Linked DNA regions of Tachysurus fulvidraco: region 2 is linked to region 1. A link is a contact called in public Hi-C data. All regions are on one chromosome and are shown on one strand. The core of a region is the stretch at or near the end of the contact, and the rest is flanking DNA. Distances in the headings are between cores, read along the strand shown.

Region 1 (6,309 bases), core at 2,313-4,812:
AGAGAAGCAGTGGAAAGGGATTAACATATCTGCTGTTCATAAAAATGTGCTGGTCTGATGTACTGGTGCATGATATTATGGGATGTATTATGTGTATGCCTGACTAAAGAGATGAGTTTTTAATCTACATTTAAACTGGGAAAGTGTGTCTGCGCCCCGAACACTATCAGGAAGACTATTCCAAAGTTTGGGAGCTAAATAAGAAAATGCTCTACCACCTTTAGTAGACTTAGATATTCTGGGAACTAGCAGAAGCCCTGAGTTTTGTGATCTCAGAGAGCGTGAAGGATTGTAACGTGTTAGAAGACTAGTTAGATACATGGGAGCTAAACCATTAAGAGCCTTGTACGTAAGTAGCAGCAGTTTGTAGTCAATTCTATACTTAACAGGTAGTCAGTGTAGAGATGATAAAATTGGGGTTATATGGTCATACTTTCTTGTCCTAGTGAGAACTCTGGCAGCTGCATTTTGGACTAACTGTAACCTAATAAAAATGTGTGAATGAAAAATGAATAAAATAGAATAAAAAAGAGCAATAAAAGAAATAAAGTTCTTAATAAAGGCAATAAGAGGTTCAGTGCCGAATAAGGCAATAAAGTGAGGTAGTGCAGTTCTTGGTGAGACAGTGCAGTTCTGAGAAAATGAATGTGCAAAAAATGTAGTTCAATGTAAACAGTTAAGCAGTTATGTCCATAATTTCAAACTCCTATCAGCTGTTTAGGAGTCTGATGGCAGAGGGGCAGAAAGAGTTCTTCAGTCTAGAGGTCCTACATTTCACACTTCTGTACCTCCGTCCTGAGGGTAGAAGTGTGAACAATCTGTACTGGAGGTGGGAGGGGTCTTTGAGAATGGAAGCAGCTCTCCTGTGGACTCTGTGGTGGTAGATGCTCTGCAGAGAGGGCAGTGGAGTTCTGATGATCTTCTGCGTAGTCTTCACCACTCTCTGCAGACGTTTGCAGTCCATGACAGTAGTGCTGCCGTACCACACAGTGATACAGTTGGTCAGGACACTCTCGATGACGCAGCTGTAGAAGTTTCTGAGGATCTCAGGCGACATGCCAAACTTCCTCAGCCTCCTCAGAAAATACAGCCGCTGTTGGGCCTTCTTGACCAGCTGCGTGACGTGAGGTGTCCAAGTGAGGTCCTCACTGATGTGGACACCCAGGTATTTAAAATTGCTCACTCTCTCCACTTCAAGCTCCCGGATGAACAGTGGCTGATGCATTCTTTTCTCCTTTCTCATGTCCACTATCATTTCCTTCGTCTTGTCCGTGTTGAGGGTGAGGTTGTTGTCTCTGCACCATGACACCAGACTGGCCACCTCCCTCCTGTAGGCTGCCTCGTCACCGCCAGTGATGCGTCCTATCACTGCAGTGTTGTCCGCAAACTTCAGGATGATGTTGTCCTTGTGGGAAGCGACACAGTCGTAAGTGAACAGGGTGTAGGGGATGGGGCTGAGTACACAACCCTGTGGAGTTCCAATGTTTGTGATGATACTGGCTGAAGTCCTATTACCAATCCTGACAGGTCCAAAAATGGACCTTTTTGCAAAGGCACATCAGCCTGTTCACAGACAGAAAAATGAAGCATATCAAGAAAAGAACACTGTCCCTACTGTGAAACATTAAAGGAGGATCTGTTATGTTCTGGGGCTACTTTGCTGAATCTGGCACAGGGTGTCTTGATAGTCTTCAAATTTCAGGACAATGATCCAAACACACAGCTGAAACACACAAGAATGGCTAGGAGGAAAACATTGGACTATTCTAAAGTGGCCTTCTATGAGCCCTGACCTCAATCCTATTGAGCATCTTTGAAAGGAGCTGAAACATGCCGTCTGGAAAAGACACCCTTCAAACCGGAAACAACTGGAGCAGTTTGCTCACAAGGATTAGGCCAAAATACCTGCTGAGAGGTGCAGAAGTCTCATTGACCGTTACAGGAATCGTCTGATTGCAGTGATTGCCTCAAAAGGTTGTGCAACAAAATATTAAGTTAAGGGTACCATAATTTTTATCTAGGCCTGTTCCATGAGTTTATTATTATTATTATTATTATTATTTTTTAAATGATTCTGTTGAAGCATGGTTGAAAAGCAATGTCTGACTTTCATTGGTTGACATTCATAGAATTTTTATTTATTATTACTGTCAGATTAAAGTTTTTCTGTGACCATTGTGAGTTTTTCTTTCATTGACCGAAGGGTACCAACAATTTGTGTGTATATATAATCTATCAATCTGCATCTAGTTTGTTTTATGTAATACAGGAATTAGATTAAGGAATACGGATGCATAGGAAACCTGCATATTGTGGCCATTTTGCCACACTTTGACATAAGCCTGTGATATTAAAGGAATGTGGTGAATATGTAATGTCAAATGCATATGCATTTATCAAAATTTCAAAGTTTTTTTTTTTTTTTTTGGACATTGTAAAAATTTGCCGAAACCAATGGTATGTAACATCCAATAAATAGTGTGTAAATAAATTATGTTTTAACATTCCTTTTGCATAAGAAAATGACTAGACAATTACAGATGCCAGTAAAATCATTGCTCTCATCACCACTTCTTCACACACTGCACTGGATTTGGCTTTGTTCTCTTCTGCAGATTAAATTTTAATACTTTTGTCCATACATCCTTAGACTATTGAACAACAGGGCTCTCAAGTTGTGAAGACAGGCAAGTGTGCCCCCCCCCCCATAAATAAATAAAAATAAAGGGGGTGGGGTTGTGTGTGTTTGGTAAGGATCATTGACCGCAATTTAACCAAATACAAAGTATTTGTTCAATTTCCATTTATTAATTTGTGTGTGTGTGAGAGAGAGATTATGACTGGTGTTGTTTATTGTAAGTGTTTGTTGACTTTTTGGAACCCTTTATCATTTGTAATGTTGCACCTATTTAAAACAGTTCGGCTCAAGCCCAGCCATTTTTAGGGTCATGACTGAGGACAATGTCCCGTCCAGAGACAATCTGTTTCGTGTTGAGGTTTTGTTCAAACCGACCATCGAAAATACCCTCTCTAATTAATGTTTTTTTTTTCATTGGTTGTTGCGTTAAATCTTACCCAGATAGTGCTATTTTCTGATTGGCTATTGTGTAGCCTCTTTTTTTGATTGGCTGGCTGAAAATTGTCAGGCTCGACTAAGAACTGAGAATTCATTGATTCCTACCCGTTTCCATAGAGACAGCGGTGCGGACTGATACATTTTGGGCGCCGCGGCATATTAAATATATGATAAATTGTCAAAAAGTTTTTCTGCGTGAGAAATACGATGTGTGGCGGGAGTGCGTGACAAAGGACCAAAATGCGTGACTGTCACTCTCAGTGCGTGACACCTGACAGCCCTGGAACAAACTATTGTTCTAATACATTTCTTTATATGGACCGTTACACAGTCACAGCAAGTTCACCAGAAATTTCTGGCACGTTCACTAAAGCCCGCCCCAACACAAATCACTTCACACTTGGATTTGCTCTGTCCCGCCTATAACGATTAACTCGTCGCTGTGATTGGCTTAGAATACTGTCTATCAAACCTTCTTTGTCGTTCATTGGTGGACAGCTGTAGTGAGTCTCCGACCACGCCTCAGTCTTCCTTTCTTCTCTATACTGCGTGCGGATCTCTGTACCGGCTAACGAACCACGCCGCAAACATGATGGGGAGACCGGTTATCGTGCTTAGTGAGGCTCTTTGCTTTCTGTGTCTTTAAATACGGACTTAAATGCCGTTATGTTAACGGTACTACAGTTAGCTCAATATGACCGTTTCTATGACTGTTCTCATAGTGTCTGATGGGAGGCTAATATGCTAACATGCTAACTAGAACGGCATGGGCCTCGCTTGGTCATCGGTTAACTAGCTCATCCGGCGCTTAGCTTAGCATAGTTTAGCTTAGCATTGTATAGTTTATCTTGGCTTAGCACAGTTCAGCTTAGCTTAGCATAATTTAGCTTAGCATAGCTTAGCTTTCTTGTCAGTCTGTGGTTACTTTATTTTAGCATGCTGTATTTAACGTTATGGTCTTGCTCTGCATTCAGATCGATGGATGATGCTATATTTTGTATTTCACGGTTATAGTAACCGAATGCACCATAACATTGTATTATTGTATTCTGTTATAAGGAACCATAGCTGGAGTTGCTAACCGGGTGTTGGCATTAGATACATAGGTGGTAATGTTACTCAAGTCATAGTGCTAAAGCTAGTACGTCAAAACTGGTTATGAATGATGGCTTAGTTTTAGCAAGCTTTACAGTCCCAAAGTGCATGCAGTTGTTTCTGTGGTACACTTACATTTGTTTATTTTATTATTTTAGGCCAGAATATGAAAAGAGAGTCTGGCAGGAAGGTCCAGATAGGAAATATTAATGCAGCTAAGGTAAGTTATTTATTTAATGAGCACATTCACATCTCATACACTCTTGAGTTACACTGCTGTCTTTGGTTTTACAGGCTATAGCAGACGTAATCAGGACATGTCTGGGACCAAGAGCTATGATGAAGGTGTGTAATGATTTTTGCTTGTGGTCTCAGCATCCGATCCATACTGACCAGTTATTGTCGATTTTGCTATAGAATTGTAACCGGGTGCCATGATGCCTTATGGTATTTCCAGCTGAATAGAAATGACAATTTAGCTTAAAAAAAAGGAGATGCATCATTCTACTCACTAAGGCATTGTCATCCATCTGTGGTTATTTGATCACAAATGGGTGGGTCTTTTGTTGGACAGTACTGAAGCATCTTTTTTGTCTCGTTATGATTATAATTAAATAACTATGAATGCTTGTAATAACAGGTGTGCCAGGGTTTACATTTTTTTTTGTTTTGAGCAGATGCTGCTGGACCCTATGGGAGGAATTGTTATGACCAATGATGGCAATGCAATTCTGAGAGAGGTACTTAAGCATTTCTAGCAGACTGACACGGTGATGTACCTGGTGTTCTTTGGTTGATTGCTTTATCACTAACTTTTTGCTGCAGATCCAAGTGCAGCACCCTGCCGCCAAGTCTATGATTGAGATCAGCCGCACTCAGGATGAGGAGGTGGGAGATGGCACTACTTCTGTCATTATCTTGGGTGAGTGGCATCTATTTCCACTTGTAACACTATGGATTATTTACATACTTGTTTGTTGCCAGTTTGATAATGGGAAATCAGTTTTTGCTATGAAATGTACTGTTTGGATTATCATAAGTGGTCACAGTATAATAAGAGACTGCATTTCATGTAGCTGGAGAGATGCTGTCAGTGGCTGAGCACTTTCTGGAGCAGCAGATGCATCCCACTGTGGTAATCAGTGCTTACAGGCAGGCTCTGGATGACATGCTCAACGTGCTCAAAGAGCTCAGGTAGTGTGTCTTTACAAACATGCTGAGTTTCGCTCAGGCTGATGAAAGTGTTGGAGGGATTATTAATTTATCTCAGCAATGCTCAGTGTATTTTGGAAGTTGGGCTGCATGGAAACAAATTGTCAAGCAACACAATTCACGTTCATACTCCGGCTTTGGATGGTGCCACGTTTAGTAAGCTGGTTCTTTTTGCCCCTCAGCACACCAGTCGACACAAATGATCGGGACATGATGCTGAAGATCATTAACTCCGCCATTAACACCAAGGCACTGAGCCGCTGGTCAACCATGGCTTGTAATATTGCGCTGGATGCAGTGCGCACTGTGGAGCTGGAGGAAAATGGCCGCAAGGAAATCGATATTAAAAAGTATGCCAAGGTGGAAAAGGTAGGGGTCACATGGGATTTTGTTTATCAGCATAATGAGTAAGTCAGATGGGGAAAAACAATGAATATGAATGATTTAGTATGAATATTTAAACCAGAAATAGCTTGTATTTCATTTTGGCTGTAATTATGCTTTTGTTGCTGTTAAAGCTCAAGGGTCCTGAAGTCAGCTAGTTGTCTGCTCTGTCTTATCATTTTTTAGGAGGGCACACTGTTCTCTTTGCATTTTAATATGATTATAGTTTTGTATTAAATAGGATTTATCTTTCTTTGCTCAGAGTTTAGGCAAAGATTTCTGCCTAGTCATTTTAGTTTATGTATTGTGAAAGGAGATGTGTGCCATACAATCATTGTCACCTGCAAACCAATTTTTTAAACCAAGGTTACATTTGTGGTTTGTGTAGGTGCCTGGTGGGTTCATTGAAGACTCCATTGTGCTGAAGGGTGTTATGGTAAATAAAGATGTAACACACCCCCGCATGCGTCGTCTCATCAAAAACCCTCGCATCGTGCTCCTTGACTGCTCCCTAGAGTACAAGAAGGGTGAGAGCCAGGTAA
Region 2 (6,309 bases), core at 1,380-3,879, 160 kb after region 1:
TGATAATAAAAACCCATGATAAAAAATTCATAGATTATAGCAGGTACACGGTTTCACATGTTGTGGTGACCACTGACAATTTTTAAGCTTTCCACAGTGAGTCGCATAGAGTGCCCTAAAAGTGCTAATTTTTACATTTAAAACAAAACATGTTACCTACTGCAGCTTTAAAGAAAAAAAAATTATGCACTAACGTGATGTTCTGAAAATATGCCTGGTTCTAGGAATAGAAAGCAAATTGTCCAGAGTAAGTGGCAGAGTGAGAGAAAAAAAATAACACAAACCTGCCCTAAAGCAAAGTTTCCTGTTTTCATTTGTCTCAGTATTTCTGCTTTGACTCCACCACATAATGCCACACACACACAATCCTATGTCTCACTTTTCCCTGGTATTAAGGAGTTATTTCATGCAGTCTCACAAAATCTCCATTCCAAATAATCATCTGTGAAGCACAAATTTTAAATCACTTGCCTTCAAGCTTTACTTGTTTGTTTATTCACTACGCTGTGAGACCTTTTAAAATGTCCTTTTAAAATTGTGTATTATGTTCATAAATGTGAGCTATAAAGAGCAGGTATTTACATTTCTTGCAGCCAGGACATGCAACAGTAAAATATGTTCCACAGATTTATTTCATGAATATTATTTAAATGAGTACACTACTATTTTGATTATTTATTGGAGCCATAGAACCTTTTAATAGTGAACTTTCCACTAGCAAATCAAATTAGCTCCAAGTTTAAATAATTTATTGATTTACTTGTCTTGGAATTCATCAGGCTAAAATCTATAAGAACTCAATACTAAATATAACAAATGTGATAATGGTGGATTGTGAAAAAAAATCACTGTAAAATCACTGACCCTCAGGTTACACTTCAAGGGCCCCTTACAAGGTCACATACATAAAACTTCCTGAAACAGAAAATCACTGTTTAATATATCTGTTATGTGTAATTACATATTTAATAAACCATTTTAACACTGACACTTTAATGTGAATTCAGAAATAAGAAAAAAGAAAAATATCTCCAGAAAGAGAAACAGCACTGCACATCAATCCGTCATGGTAGAAGTTTAGTGGCAAAGAAAAAAGTAACAAAAAGTGCCGGAGTTTAGCTCTTTGCTCATGTGATCACCGGAAATAAACCTCTAAACCTGCAGTCCTGCTGCCTTCCAGTTTGTGTTATGTCTGCCTAGAATAAAGAATATAGCAGAATATTCTGCTGCCTTGTTAAGTGTCACTAAAACTACTAGACAGTGGGGTAGTCTCAAGCTGCATGCTGTAAAAATAAGAAGCATGAAGAAGAAGGTTTAACCCCACCGACGAAAACGTATTTATGACGACTCGGCATGAACACGAAACCTGAGCCATTCAAGCTCCCTCTAGTGTAATTGACTCCAATTGTTCCATGATTGTTTATTGGGGTAAGTGAGGGTGGGGGCAAACTGGTGAGCAAAGCCAGAAAATCTGAACCTCTGGGGTAATTTAGATTCAAAGCATAATCTCATGTATTACTGTTAGGAGCTACATAGATGGCTTTTTGTTGACTGCATTGTGAGGAACATCATTTCTAGGTAAGATTATGGAGAACTACAAATGAAATGCAGCATCTGAATTTGAAAATAACAACAACAACCACAGCAAAAACAATTTGTATCGTATGGAATTTTAAATAGATCAGTGATTCTCAAAGTGGTATCTGGAGAGCCTCAGAGGGCTTTGATTTTTTGGTATTTTGTTCCATTTGTGGAAATCACATGCCACCACCATCAAAGTCATACGTATTATTGAGTTCTTATAGATATTAGCATATTTGACTTGACCTGAATAAGTTCATACTAAACCTCAAGAACTAAAAAAATGTACATAGATCTCTAAATCATGTCAACAATGATGGAAAGCTCTCTGGCTTTAATAAATAGTCCTAATATTTGAATAGTTGGATTACGTTCAGACGAGATCCATGACATTTATTTTACTGCCAGAGAGGTTTGAACCCCTGGCCAATCTGGCATTCAGTGGACCTCAGTTAACACGGTACGTTTTGGGTATTACTTTTATATAAAGATCTAAAAGTTTCCAGCTGTGTTTCAATAAAGCATTTCAGGATAAATTGTAACCAAGTGCAAAAGCTGATCATCTACTGCATAATAAGATTTTGCCCTTACTGTTCCCGAGCAGCATTTACTCTATGGCCAGAGAAGCATGTGATTGACAGTTTAAATCTGGACACAGCCACCTTTTACCCAGAGCACAGGGAGCAAATTTAGAAGGGATGGCATATTCTCTCTCCTATCAATCACAGCAACACTACCCAGTCTTAGGTGTCTAAGAGCCAAGGATGCATGAAGTAGTGGATCAGAGGATGCTCACATGGCTTTTCCTTTAACTGCATAAACAGCCATAAATGCTGAGTTAATAAAGAAATTGAATAAGTAAACCTTAAAACTAAATACTTTGGGTTTGAGTATCACCCCCCCCCCCCCACACACACACACAGGAGATTCGATAAAAAATTCGATTCCATTCTTCCTCACAGGTGATTGGCTGCTCTCGGACACGCCCACCTTCTTTTTGTTAAATTTTTATTTACATATGTGTATTTTTTATTCTCATCTTATTTGTATTGTCTGTGTGTTGTTCTTGTCTGCTCTGCGTATTAGAAAGCTATGGCACTAAAACAAACTGCTTTTATGTGTAATCTCATCTCATCCTGCTTCTGCTGTAGACCAGTCACTACACAGTCCTGTACAGCAGCAGGCCACCAGAGGTCCATCCGTACTTATGAGTACGCTAGTATGCAGTGTGGGACGTAGCCAAGAAGCACATGATCATCGGTGTTTACATGCAGCACACCATATCACCATTACTGGCTTTTTGACGGTTTGATTAAACATTAGTGACTCACAGACTTACAGGATCTGCGTCAGTCTGGCGGTTCAGCTCTGCTTCATACACCGGATTGGGGATCTATGTGGCTGTGTTTTCACCAAGCGAACAGAAAGGTAGTGTAGACTTTACACTACCGTATTAAAGCTTTTAGTGGTATTTGTGTAGTCCTCGGTTGTCATGAGGCTAACGTGAATTAGCACGCTTGCTAACTAGCCTTGTTCGGATCATCGGCTGAGGAGGAAGTGAACAGTTAGCTACATGGCTAACTGACAAGGCAGGTCCATCTGGGTCTGTTTACTTGTCTTTAATATTCATATGCATACATCAAATACTGGGTAAAGAATAAAGTAAAGGGGAAATAGTCACAGATATAGATGGAGGATGTTGGTATAAAGCTGTCATCGTTATTTGTCTGTGTTTATGGGTTTTTATAGCTTTTTGCTGAAGAAATCTTTCTTCCACACGATTTCTGACAGTTTTGAACTCGTGGGATGATTTGGGCTTTTTAAATAAAGCAAATGATTTTTTTATTGTATGTGTGTGTGTGTGTGTGTGTGCGCGCGCACTAGTGTTGTGTATTTAAAGGCCAACAGATGTATAGCTATGTGATCCCCAGTGAATGATCCCCAGTGAATTGCCATGGGTGTCATCGAGGAGAGTGATCTGGAGCGTAAGTACACTTGTTTTATTACGTTTATTTCTTCTTCATTATCAATGGTGTCATCAAGAGCTGGTCTACTTTTTGATCAGACCTTCCAGTGCACCTTTATCTCAAACTGGGCTAGAAAAGCCATGAACATTTACCCAACCTTATGCTGATCTGGTGCTGGCTGCAGTGTTGTTATGAAAAGTGCTTCGGTTCACCAGAAATATACACTCGTCTATCTGCCTCTTTATTTCTAAGAATGCCAACACAATATAGCAGCATAGTACAGAGGTAATGGCATGTTGAGGATTAAACAGCATTCTGACATCAATCTAGTGCTTAATGTGTTATTCCTTTTCCCTTTTTCATGATACCTAACATACATGAACATACATAACGCTGTATAGACATCATACAATCATTGGGCTCTATACAAATGATTTGTTTACAGATCTTTCAATTCTGCTTTGTTTATGGAACAAAATGATTGGCTTTTTCTCTCCCTGAAAGTGAATATAGTATTAAAGCAACATGATCAGTTTCATCTAATGCCAAGTGATAAAAAGCCTTTCAAATGAACATTTTAAGGTACACAACCAAGAGGAGGTTTTCTTATTATTTCTTATTTACTTTGTGTGGTGAGTAACACATGAATTGATTGTTAAATATTTGATGTGAGCCATTGTGTCCATTGACATGTATTCTTGGACTGTATTCCTGTGTCACCACTGAAAATTCCGTCTAAATACTTCCCTTAACATTTCTGCTGATATTATGCCTTGTGATGTTCGTATCACAAAACAGATGAGTTTAATGGGGAAATCATCTGACTTTGTAGTTTATTGAGCAATTTATTTTAGCCAGACTGAATAAACAGAAGAAGTATCATTGTCTTGAGGTTCTTTTGAGATATATGAGCTCAGGGTTAAATATGGGCACCATTTAAAGATTCAGTGCATTTTTACTTAGAAATTCCCTATTTTAAGCCTCCACATTCTTTACTTTGTAATAAACAGAATGTTCTCTCAGTAACACTGTTGGCCTGTGCTTTAATCACTGTAATCCACCTAATGTGATTGAACACCATCGTTAGTTAACACTGTCTGTTGGTAGAGGGAGTAGGAGGAAATGTTTTTTTGAGAAGTGTTAGTTCACAGATCTGTTAAAGAAGCACTACCTGCTTTTTGCATCATAGCCACAATACTAAAATGTGATACCGTTTGGCTGACAGTCACATGCCTTATTGTCATGAAACTTGAACAGGAACTATCCTTTGAACATGTGGTCAATGGCAGTAAAAAGCAATAGTTTTCCTCTAAGGACAGAGATAGGACAGCTTGTGACACTCTAGATTTTTTTCTAACTACTTTTCAGACAAGGAAACTAAATATTGTGTAGATTGTGTGTGTGTGTGCTGCAGAGGAATGTTGGTCACTGAAATAGACATTACAGTTTAGTACAAGGGAATGTGTTTTGATAATTGTTTGATAATTAATGTTTTTTTTTCTGATAATGTGGTGTGTGTGTGTGTGTGTGTGTGTGTGCTTGTGTGTACAATCAGAGGTGACCCTGGCTCTGCTGGATGCAGCCAATGATAAGGATGTGGGTGTACAGGAGCAGGTTCGGAAGTCCATCCTTACGCTGGGGAACCAGCAGCCAGATAAAGTGCTGTCCATGTGCCAGAACTACCTGCTTAAACACTCCAAGGTCAGGCAATGTTGCTGATGTTGACTTTTTGTGATCCTGAAACCTGACATTAGCAGTTTTTGTTAAGAACACGTACAAAAGTCAGTTTGCCTTAAATTAAACATAATTTTGGTAGCAAATCATGTATATTTTTATGTAACATGTGCTTGTCGTCTTTATAAAAGAGACACACGGTGGTTTTGAGTCTTAAATAAGCACCTGCCATCCCAAGATTTACATTTCTCCCAGCCAACTAGTTGATCTATGATTGAGAGGTTTTTTTTTACTCCGAAATGTTTGGACAATGAAATATAAGAAATGGACATTGATTAAAGGTCCTCGAGGACTTTTTAAAAATATCTTTCTACTAAAATCTGACAGTCCTGCACTTAGCCATTACAATGAATTTGTCATTTCCTTCCGACACTAATGTAACTCGGCATGTGATCTCTCTGATTATCTGTATCACATCAGTCTGCAATATTCCAAGTGCTGTTTATATTGGACGGTGGGGGTGGGGTGGGGTGGGGGTGAAGTTAAATGTGATACAGATGAACGCTTAAGTGCATGAGTTTCTTGGAAGAAAGTTTCTGGTCGATTCTGACCCAGTATTCTGACAGTATTCAGAAAATTAGGGCTGCATGATGTCTGTTGTTGTTAAGTTTTGAACTTCCCATGTTTTTTCTTCATAAATCCTATTTCTATGTTTATTTTTAGCTTTTGTTAATCTAATTTCTCTAATTCAGTTTGCGAGAGTCTTAACACGAACTGCTGTCGTTTGTTTAGCTGGTGGCAGGGCACCGAGTGGTGGTTCTGAAGACCATAGAGCTGGTGGTAAAAAGCAAGATTGAGGACATCAGTTATCCTAAACTAAAGACCACCATAACACTGGCCTCAGATGAAATGACCAGGTCTAAGGTAATAGTTCAACATTTAAAAAACAAGAAGGAAAGCAAGGATTAGACTCACAGTATTGTCTGATTTCTGATTTTGGAAAATTTCTTGTTATTACTTTCACTTTATTAGTATCTCAGCTTTGATTCTTCTCTGCAGGAAGTTGTCAATGACTGGCAGCAGACGG

The links. A called contact is a pair of places that touch in the nucleus more often than the background predicts.
Region 2: a contact with region 1 is called in a Hi-C map of testis, with 7 times the contacts expected there. The contact joins the promoter of mroh1 here to the promoter of cct3 in region 1. A contact is called at or near these places in 2 of 4 Hi-C or Micro-C datasets (blood and testis).

The regions. Positions count from the first base shown.
Region 1 is chr3:20,128,716-20,135,024 of HZAU_PFXX_2.0, forward strand. cct3 (T-complex protein 1 subunit gamma) reads left to right here and starts at 3,563. Exons shown (of 14, transcript XM_027149933.2): 1 at 3,563-3,693; 2 at 4,330-4,391; 3 at 4,466-4,516; 4 at 4,849-4,911; 5 at 4,997-5,093; 6 at 5,248-5,365; 7 at 5,566-5,752; 8 at 6,156-6,305. The coding sequence starts at 3,666.
Region 2 is chr3:20,293,408-20,299,716 of HZAU_PFXX_2.0, forward strand. It overlaps mroh1 (maestro heat-like repeat-containing protein family member 1), which reads left to right and starts at 2,630. Exons shown (of 43, transcript XM_047811368.1): 1 at 2,630-3,009; 2 at 3,498-3,566; 3 at 5,104-5,249; 4 at 6,015-6,146; 5 at 6,282-6,309. The coding sequence starts at 3,536.